3 separate regions of the Mus musculus genome follow, and regions 1 and 2 are each linked to region 3. Evidence: chromatin contacts called from public promoter capture Hi-C data. All regions are on one chromosome and are shown on one strand. Each heading gives the region's core, a stretch centred on a gene start, on an enhancer-like site or on the middle of the called end of the contact. The rest is flanking DNA. Distances are from core to core; before and after follow the strand shown.

The links. Promoter capture Hi-C pulls out the DNA fragments that hold promoters and counts their contacts.
Region 1: a contact with region 3 is called in a promoter capture Hi-C map of pre-B cells, with 4 times the contacts expected there. The contact joins the promoter of Ltv1 here to the promoter of Shprh in region 3. A contact is called at or near these places in 1 of 39 promoter capture datasets (pre-B cells) and 1 of 484 Hi-C or Micro-C datasets (CD4 T cells).
Region 2: a contact with region 3 is called in a promoter capture Hi-C map of liver, with 7 times the contacts expected there. The contact joins the promoter of Pex3 here to the promoter of Shprh in region 3. A contact is called at or near these places in 3 of 39 promoter capture datasets (liver and pre-B cells) and 1 of 484 Hi-C or Micro-C datasets (B cells).

What each region holds. Positions count from the first base shown.
Region 1 is chr10:13,191,335-13,194,731 of GRCm38.p6, forward strand. Ltv1 (LTV1 ribosome biogenesis factor) reads right to left here and starts at 1,803. Exons shown (of 11, transcript NM_181470.4): 1 at 1,694-1,803; 2 at 774-905. The coding sequence starts at 1,696.
Region 2 is chr10:13,551,570-13,554,805 of GRCm38.p6, forward strand. Pex3 (peroxisomal biogenesis factor 3) reads right to left here and starts at 1,573. Exons shown (of 12, transcript NM_019961.3): 1 at 1,257-1,573. The coding sequence starts at 1,329. It overlaps Adat2 (adenosine deaminase, tRNA-specific 2), which reads left to right and starts at 1,338. Exons shown (of 6, transcript NM_025748.4): 1 at 1,338-1,792. The coding sequence starts at 1,697.
Region 3 is chr10:11,147,641-11,150,887 of GRCm38.p6, forward strand. Shprh (SNF2 histone linker PHD RING helicase) reads left to right here and starts at 1,790. Exons shown (of 30, transcript NM_001077707.1): 1 at 1,790-1,946.

The DNA of each region.
Region 1 (3,397 bases), core at 553-3,052, 2.0 Mb after region 3:
ACTTATACCCAAAGAAAGCTTTTCATGAAGTGGTGTAATGGGTGGCTTTAAGGAAAAGTTAAAGGGAGGCAAATGCCTCGAAATACTTAAAACGTTTTTTTACACTTTTAATGAGTGTGTATGTGCAGCTAATACACACAGAGGACAAAAGGGAGTAGCAAAACCCCCGGAACAGTTGTTATAGATGGCTGTGACTCTACATATGGGTGCTGGGAACCGAACCTGGGTCCTCTGCAAGAGCAGCAAGTACTTAAACACTGAGCCATCTTTCCAGCATCCCCCAAAATGTTTCCATTATCCATCTTTAACAAGTGTGATGCTAACATAAACCAACCTACTCACGGCCCCTCTAGGATTGCCAAAGCTATCCATGAGCTTGGATGTTCTGTATTTCATGACATGAGAGACGAGGGGGCAAATGGAAGACTACTGTAATATGGGGGAATCCCAAGAGAAAGCAGAGACTGAGCATACCGCCATAGCCTAAATAATACTGTGCAGATGGAGGCTGTGAACTAGTGAACTTGACTAATATTCTATAAGATCTCTTTATTTAATAATCTCAAAGATGCTTTAGCCTGTCAATCAAAATAAATACACAACATCAAACATCAGCACAGAAACTGGAAACTGAGTCACAGCTCTTTTTTTTATTTTTTTAAGAGGACCAACTTCTGAGAATGCCCGGCATGCTTAAGTTCCCTGGGTTCCATGTTCAGGACTACAAAACTACCATTCACCTAAAAACGTAGTGGCTCCAGAACAGGACCTACCTTTTGTGTAGGCAAGAGAACCCTCTGGGGTGCAGTTTCATCTGCGGCTAAAGGATCTCGCTGGCTCCGGTGGACCAGGTGAAAAGACACAGCTTTCTTCTTCTCTATAAAGGGCTTTTTCTTTCTGTGAGGCTACAAAATAATCAGGAAAGGTCAATAAAACAGAACCCCCACACAGTGGGCAACGCCACAGCCACAGGTACACTCAGTTAAGCATGTGGAGGGTGAACAGATATTTCAGATTTGTACACCTAAGCCAGACAGGACAGGAGTCCCTGTCTCCTGAAGGATCCATACTTACCTTCGCCAACAAACCCTGGCTAGGCACCTACTCTGAGACACTTGTTCAAAGGTGCTGGGGAATATGTGGGGCAGTGTGAGAAACTCTCCGCTCTTAGCAAGTAAATCAGTAAGAGGGAAAATCAAACAGGATTTTCAAATCAAAAGCAAATGCCTGAAGTCTCTCTTAATGGGTGCTCTGGGAAGGTCCCCGAAAAGTTTTATCAACAAGACAAGGAGCCTGCCACAAGAAAATATAGACAGACACTTCATCTACAAGGTAGTAAATAAGATTAGGGCACAGACAACTAAGGTTCAGATGATTTACTCCTCGATACATTCGTATTTGCTCTTCAGCTCTGGGTCTAACCAGAGTTGCTACCCAGTGGCCCAAGTGAACCCCGGAAGCAGGGGGCGGAGCTTCTGCGTCACAGGGACGGAGTTACCCAAAGCCTTCAGGACTGGAAACTCCGGGCGTTTGGCGAAAGGGAAACCTTCTTTCTCCTTCCGAAGTGCCCCGGGGGTGACGAAGGTGACTGGTGCCGGGAGAGTGACAGGACTCGGGGCACCAAGCCACGCGGCCAGTGGCCTAAGTCAGCCGCAGGGAGCGGCTCCCTCCCGGAGCACCGCGGTTTTCTCACCATGATGAGGCAGGGACACCCTCTCCGGAACCGCGGCAGCCGAACCGCCGCTCCCCGGTACCTGCCGGCAGCTCCACACGTGGGTCCACAGGGCTAGGGCAGCACGTCACACGATGGCGGGGCAAGGAGCCAATCGCCGGCGAGCCGCTAGGCTGTAGCCGGAAGTTGCGTGAGCCCGCGGTGACAGAACCTTCCCGGGGACTTCCGGGAGGTGGGGCTAGCAGGACCTTCAGTGGGCGGGGCTTTCTGGCTGGAGTTGGTGGCGGCAGGGAGTAGCCTACTTACCTGAGGGCAAGTTTCAGGTTCCAACCTGGGGCTTCAGATATTCCTTACCTGTGCTTAACTCAGAACAAACAAAACAAAAACAATCAAAAACAAACGAAAACAAGACCAAGGCTGTGCAGGTTCATGACAGGAAAGTGGTCACTTCCCTGGCTTCTTCTTCTTCTTTTTTTTTTTTTTTAATATGTTTGTTTGTTTGTTTGGTTGTTTGGTTGTTTGGTTGGTTGGTTGGTTGGTTTTTCGAGACAGGGTTTCTCTGTGTAGCCCTAGGCTGTCCTGGAACTCACTCTGTAGACCAGGCTGGCCTCAAACTCAGAAATCCGCCTGCCTCTGCCTCCCGAGATTAAAGGCGTGCTCCACCACTCCCTGGCCTTCCCTGGCTTCTTGACCTAAGGGGAATCAGTTGCCTAGCAATGTCCAACCAAGGCCTAGCTTCAATAGGCAGAGTCTAACATCTTTAGGGTTTTCGTATTACATCTTTTTGATGAACAACTCCCAACCGTACCTTTAGCACAGTCCATAAGTGTTGGTATTCTGTCTGGACTCCACCCCCACAGATACCTGGCAATTGCCAGGTATTCGCTGCCCCACGGTTACCTGGCAACAGCCAGGTAGACCTGGCCCTATAAAAGGGGCTGCTTGTCTCCCCCTCTCCCATCCTCTCTCATTTGCCTTTCTTTTGCCTCTTGCCCTCTTGCTCCCCATTCCCTCCCCCCCTTGCTCCATGTGTCATGGCCCGCCTCTACTTCACTACTCTCTCCTTCTCTCTGCCTTTCTCTGCCTCGTCTACTTTCTTAACTCCCCTCTCCATGCCCTGAATAAACTCTATACCCCCTTCTCCCAGACCCCGCCAGAACTTATCGTAATAGCTCTTTCTCTTTTTATGATCACAACACTAAGATTATTGGTTTTAGGGGCATTTGATGTAATAAAATAAATTCCGAAGCTCTGATGATTGCATATTTTTTTAAGATGAAAACTAATAAAAACCCAAGGTGGTTTTTTGTTTTTGTTTTTTGAGACAGTGTCTCATGTAGCCCAGCCTTCTGTCCAACTTGAACTACGTATCCTCCTACTTGCATCACGCTAGTGTTGGGCGTATTCGATGTGTGTGATGCTGAAGACTGAAGCCAGCCAGGGCTTCCTGCATGCTCGGAGAGCACCCTAACACGTTTTCTGTGACTACATCTCCATCCCCCAAGTTGTTGCTCACATATTTTGTGGTGCCTTAAGCAAATAGGATTTTAAGTGTAATTTCTTAGGAAGATTTCCGTCGGATGCTGGAGAGGAGCGTGATGAAATAATCCAACATTCTATCAGTAGACGCTTGCTTTCTCATTCCCAATTGCTAGTGGTTTTTTTTTTTTCTTCAATGTCTTGAGTTCTGTTGAAATGTCTCTATAATTATAGCCAAATATTATC
Region 2 (3,236 bases), core at 323-2,822, 2.4 Mb after region 3:
AAAAACCTATTACTATATGCATATACTCTTTAATTTCTCCTATGATTATTTCTGATCTGCCATTAAGTATTTCATAAACTGTAAGGGTTAGGCTTTTCCCTCTGAAATTGCTAGAGACAATTTTCTTCCCTTAGGTAGAGCAAAAATTTTTCTTTATACGTCTTCCATGACAACTTTATCTTTAGCATATGTATTCTATAATATTGGTACAATTTATATACCTTAGATATTAGAGACTGGAGGTAATATAAAACACATTGTATCTATAAAGTATTTCCTATAAAATATGAACTATTATTCATTTGTGCTATACCTCAGAGATATGCAGAATGTGGTTACTGTTTTACAAATGTCCTAATATTTTAAGTCATATTATGATATATTTATACACACACACACATAGATCAGAGGATAGTGGTAACAGTTCTTAAAACTCAAGTTTTAAAAATTCTTTTAAACTCCCTTTTTGTGTTGTTCAAAAGATTCCCTTCTTAAAATCCCATAATTATTAACTGAGGGTTGTCTTTCCAAGACAAAGGGTTTAAAGCAGTGTGTGTGTGTGTGTGTGTGTGTGTTGCTCCTTCCCTGGGACCCAATGCAGTCAGCCTAGGCAAGCACTCTACCACAAAGTTACAATTCCAGCATCAAGATTTTTATCCTGTTTCTAACTTTCCTCTCAGCCAGTGAACTCAACTATATCACCAAAATGGATCATGACCACAACCTTGCCAGTCCTGACAACACTGCAGAATAAGCACTGTGTTGATATATAGTTTGTACTTTACAATTGGAGAACAGAAATTATCTGCTGTATATTTTACAGCAACATGCTGTTTTCGGTTTACCTTTAAACACCACCTCAAAGAGCAGACTTAAGATAATGGCCCTAGAATATTTCGAAACTCGTGTGAAAGGTTGAAAGCAGAGTTGACAAACAGAATGAAAATCTAACAGGAAAGCAAAAGAAGAAAATTGGAAGGCAAATGTATCTATCTATACGAGAATAGTGCTTTGAAAAGAAACTTCATTGGGGTAGACTCTTGAAGGCCCATGGGGAGAAAAAGGACGGGGGCAGAGTGAGGGGCAAAGGGCACAGAGATCCAGATAAAAGAACTTTAGAGGTTCTTCTTTGACGGTTGAGCCAATCCCTTCGACAAATCCCAGTTTGGTATCAGTGGGCCCTGCCTGTTTTTATAAGTCACCTCTGTCACTCCTTTCTGCCAATGGCCCCTTCTAAAAAGCATGTTGTCACTCACCTCCGAGGACTGTGCCCAGGAAGATGCATTTCTTTTTGTGACGTTTCAGAAAATTCCACATTGATCTCAGCATCTCCAGACCCCGTGTTGTGTGGGTTGCCTAGGGGAGAGGGGCTGGCTCACCGTGTCTTCCGTCCACCTGGCCTGGACCTCCGGCAGCAGCGCGGTGGCGGCGCTAGGTGCTCTCCAGAAACCACAGACGTTTCTCTGAGCAGAGGTTGTGGCTTAAGCGGAGGAAGGGGGCGTGGACTAGAGCGGAGCAGCGACGCTTTCGGTCCCCCAGCCGCCGCTTACTGATCCGGGACGCCTGGGTCCGTCCGCAAATAGCTCCCGGGTGCCTCGTCTTTTCCCGTCCTCCTGGAAGCAAGGTCCGCTCCCGCCGCGTTCCGCTGTCCTCTCTTCTCTCGTCCCTCGGCCCGGAGTCTCTGAGCGGCGGAGGTATGGAGGAGAAGGTGGAGTCCACCACTACTCCAGACGGCCCGTGCGTGGTGTCCGTACAGGAGACGGAAAAGTGGATGGAGGAGGCGATGCGAATGGTGAGGAATCGGGCAGGTGGATGCTGAGAGCGCAAACTTTCTCCCGGCCATATCCTGACCAGAGTAGTTGAGCAAATGTGCCGGGCGCGCTATCTATCATGTCTGAAAATACCTGAAGCAGCAACTTGTTTTATTCTAGGGGGAATTTTTCTTTAGCTTTGTCTCATAGTAATTGGGGTGAAGGGAAAATACAGAAACGGTTCGATTGATGTATTACAGGGAGTCTTATCTGCCGCCTGGGGATGTGTGCTCCCTACCTGCCTATCTTCCTTCCCATGTGGACACATACTTTCAAATCCATAAAGCCACATTATTTTATGGCTTGCTCCCATATAATGGGAGGAAGCTGATGTTTCTGTAAAGGGTCATATCAAAACGTGTCCTGGTACAATCCTCACCGATGATGTGTCTACTCTTTCTACGATACTTTTCTCTGCCCTTGTATTCCCTTCCTTCCTGCGATTCTTATAGATTGCTCATCATGGAGAGCTCTGGTCGTATTTTTACATGTTTTCCCAAGCTTATTACCCATATCGATGTGTGGCAGGGATAGACGTTTGTGGCAGGGATATACATACAAACTATGTATGTATACACAGTTTGATGCTGGGTTTTCATTCTGTGAACATGGAACACCAATTTGTTTACAGCATTGTAAAGGCCTTAAAACTGAGCTCAGCCTTTGGTGTGGGGATATTATTTTTGTTTATTCTTTTACAAAATTAAAATATCTCACCTTTTTATTCTAATGGTTACAGAAGTTCACCTTCATAAGAAATTAAAATCTAGAAGACAGAAACATGTTTTCCACCCCACGCCCCCAGACAAATGGCATAATGCATTCTTTTAATTTTTTAATTAACATCTTTTTTTTTTTTTTTTTTTTTTTTGGTCATCTTTCTCAGAGCTCGGGGTGGGAAGAAGAGAGCCTTTGTTCATCAGTTGTCGAGTTGAGAATTTGTTGGTTTAAGGAAGATCAAGTCACCATTTCAGTGGCAGAGCTTTGGCCTCTTCCAAAGAAGGCCAGCTTCTTAAGTTCAAATCCATCTAAACAGTTAGACCTATTTGACTCAACTCTTTTGCATTTGTGACAAAGGGAAGGGACAGACTGGAAGAAATGGGAGGGGCAATGGAAAGTCTGAGACTGGGTGGAGTGTTGTGGATTTTCAGCCTCAAGCTTTGAACTTGTCCATAGAGGAAATGCATGCACATTTGCATGTATTTGCCCTGGGAAGCAGTTCTTCTCAATCAACCCCCATAGACTGCTTTCCTAGAGCTTCACTTTCTCTCAATGGCCGTTGCATCTGCTCAGCCACTCACCAGCATCCTGGCCTACAAGCTGTGCCTTAGCAATTATGTTGTATGTCTCTTTAAGGTAGCCCTATCATTTCTAGTGAGATAAATTTGCTGGAAGGAGAGAGAGAGAGAGAGAGAGAGAGAGAGA
Region 3 (3,247 bases), core at 540-3,039:
TATAGGACTTCCACAGCTAAGGAGAAATCGGTGAGTGGCTTTAAACTTTAATTACAGGATGACTTTCTTCTGGGGAAATAATTCAACTGTTGACTTTAGGTTGGAGGTAAATACTAAAGCTGTAAAGGTTCTGTGGCTCTTAAAAAGTGTATTGCACGTCCCCCTTGATGGCAGATTATCTGCTTAATAAGTGTTTTCACCGAATATTTTGAGCTCATTGTTGAGATACACTGCTCAGAAAATTAAAAATATATACATTATTTTCAAATTATTGCTTCTAGGTTAATGTACCTAGTTACCCCAAAGCTTCAGTGCAGGTGTCTAGTGAGATTGATATTCTTTTCATGGCCATGGAGCAAGGAGTCACTTTGGTTGTTACATCTTTTTGTTTAAGAAATACATTCTAGGGAGATAGCGGAGAGTGAGCTCAGAGGTTATGAGATCACTCTTCTCTTGCACAAGATCTGAGTTCAGCTCTGAGCACCCATATTGTGTGGCTCAGCCTTGTCGGATAGAGTAGTGATCTCTTTCTTTGCAAACCAGAACTTGTGTTTATTTTTAACACGTTTCTATAGGTGCCTCCTCTTCTGCCAGCCAGGAGCTTGACTGAGCAGCCATCAGCTTCAAAGCAAATCCTCTATCAAGAGAAAGGTACTGTGCTGAGAATTCAGTCAAAATATTTAAACATTTTGATATTTATACTCTGTTTAGACATGATGTATACTTACTGGACCACAACACAGAAACCAGAAAAAAAAATTAAAATTTTCTTAATTGCAATATTTATCACTATGGACTGGATCCAAGCCTAGCTTAGACATGATACAACACACCTGTATTGTTTCCAAACAAGGCAGCTGAGTTATATGAAAAGTGGGGATTCACGTGTAAGATCTGAGTGTGTCCAATAAGTCGGTTCTCCTGTCTGTACTATCATTAGATTATTTACCATCTACTAGGTGGTAAGACACAGTATTTTCATGAACAGATGTCTCACAACAGGGAATTTCCAGAAAGCCAAATAACAAGCGAACCTTTTCCTCCCCTGGAATTAGCTCTGGTGATTACAAAACAACCAAACAAACAAACAAAAAAAAAAATTACTCCACAGAAAAAAATTCGAAGGACATACAAAGCACTTGGTAAACACACTATTGAAATCCTCAGAGGAGAGACTTTTATGTCTACTGAAGATAGAATTCTCCCTTTGGAAAAGATACTGGGAGGCCTGCTTCAGCATAGCTGTATAATTTTTTTTCTCTTAAAACGTTTAAACATTTAAAGCCTTAGTAATTTTCTTGGCAAGAATAAATTTCTCTCTGGCTTCATTTTTCTCAGTTCCTTTTGAAGACATCGTCTCTGCCTTTTTTTTTTTTTTTTTTTTTTTTCCTTAGCAGATCGAATTCTTTTGGTTTAGTGGATTAATTGTATATTTGTTTGGGTATTATAATTGCTCAGCATCGTGAATTCCGTTTTATGTAACTTTCTGCCTTTTTATGAAAACCACAACTCACATCAAGCCTACCGCTCTGGCAAAGAGCCCCGCCCTCTCTGGCAAGAGGTCCCGCCCCTTCTTTCGGGCCCCGCCCATCCTGCATTTGCTAAAGCCACGGGAGGCGGGGAAAAGAGAGAGGCACAACCACCGCGAGACTTAAACCGTCTTCTACCGGGACCTCAGGGACGGGACATGCGCAGAGGTGCTTTTTGAAGCCAACACCGGAAAGAGGGGCGGAGCGTCCCGACTGGTCCTGCGCGTTCGCCTGGAGCGAGCGCTCCTGCTGGCCTCCTCAGCTGGCGCTGGCGGCTTCCGGCCTGGGTGCCAGGCTTCACCCAGCGTGCAGCGCGCATGCGCAACTCCCGCAGGTGAGTGTGGCGACTGTGGGCCCGGGATCTGCAGCCTGCGAGGAGGGCCGGGCCCGGCGACAGGTGCCTGCAGAGCGGCTGAGGTAGGTGAGGGTGCGTGCGGGCTCTGGGGTTAGAGTCGCGGCGGAGGGAGGCTGGCTCTGCGCGTCAGGGAAACTCCGAGGGCTCCTGCGCAGCTCCGGGATCCGGAGTGATCGGCCCTGCGAGGCCCCGCGGCTCGGCCCCAGCCCGGACGTGGGCCGAGCCCTTCTCGCGTGGGACGGGTGCTTGCTGCCCACGCTTGCGTGCTGAGGCCCTGTCACGAGCTGTCCCTCCGGCTCCTTCTTCGAGGATAACTTGCCTTGCAGGCTGGCGGTGCGTGGGACGACAGGTAGCTGGGAGGGATGCAGAGGCCGCCAAGTTAGGCTGGCAAACTCTCAAGCATTACAGTCGCCTGCAGAAGCGCCCTGGCTCCTGTGCATTGTGTGCACTTTGACGCTGCAGGTAGCGCTAGGTTGGTGAACGAAGATGTTGGTTTCTGGTTAAGGTACCCTGTGGGAGGAACGGTATTGTTTACAGTCTTGCCTTTTCACCGTGGTGCCTTTTAATCCACTTGGCTTGAATTTATCATGGCAAGTCTATGTTTTTCTCCTACGTGTTTGCCTTTGCTCCTGTATTTGCCTAGGTCCCATGATCGCTAACACCACTTTATTCTTTGTCTAAGCTTTTACTCTTTGTCTCAGTTAGGGTTTTACTCCCGTGAATAGACACCATGACCAAGGCAAGTCTTATAAAGGATGACATTTAATTGGCACTGGCTTACAGGTTCTGAGGTTCAGTCCATTGTCATCAAGGTGGGAGCATGGCAGCATCCAGGCAGGCATGGTGCAGAAGATGCTTAGAACTCCACATCTTCATCTGAAGCCTGCTAGCAGAATACTGGCTTCCAGGCAGCTCTTGCAGTCACACACTTACTGCAACAAGGCCACACCTATTCCAATTGGTCCAAACCTTTGAATAGTGATACTCCCTGCCAATCACACTGTTAATCCATAAAACTAGTGTGTGTGTGTGTGTGTGTGTGTGTGTGTGTGTGTTCTTCCCTCCTCTGTATAAGGATCGATCGAAGTTTTGTTAACGCTTTGGGATTGTCAAGCTCATTGGAATTAAAAGAGCAGTGGTGTGGGGTTAAATACAACTAACATGTGAGACAGGCATTTATTTCTGATGTAGTGAGAGGTTTGTCTTCCTAGTTGTTGGCCATCAAGTATAGTATTATAATTTGTCTTCTTTAATGGGATTGTTTCTTAACTGAAAATTTCTACCAAACATGAGTGAAACTGTCACAGCATTTGATACATGAGATCATGGTTAAAGTGTTTCTTACCTGTTAGTTTTGTCCTTG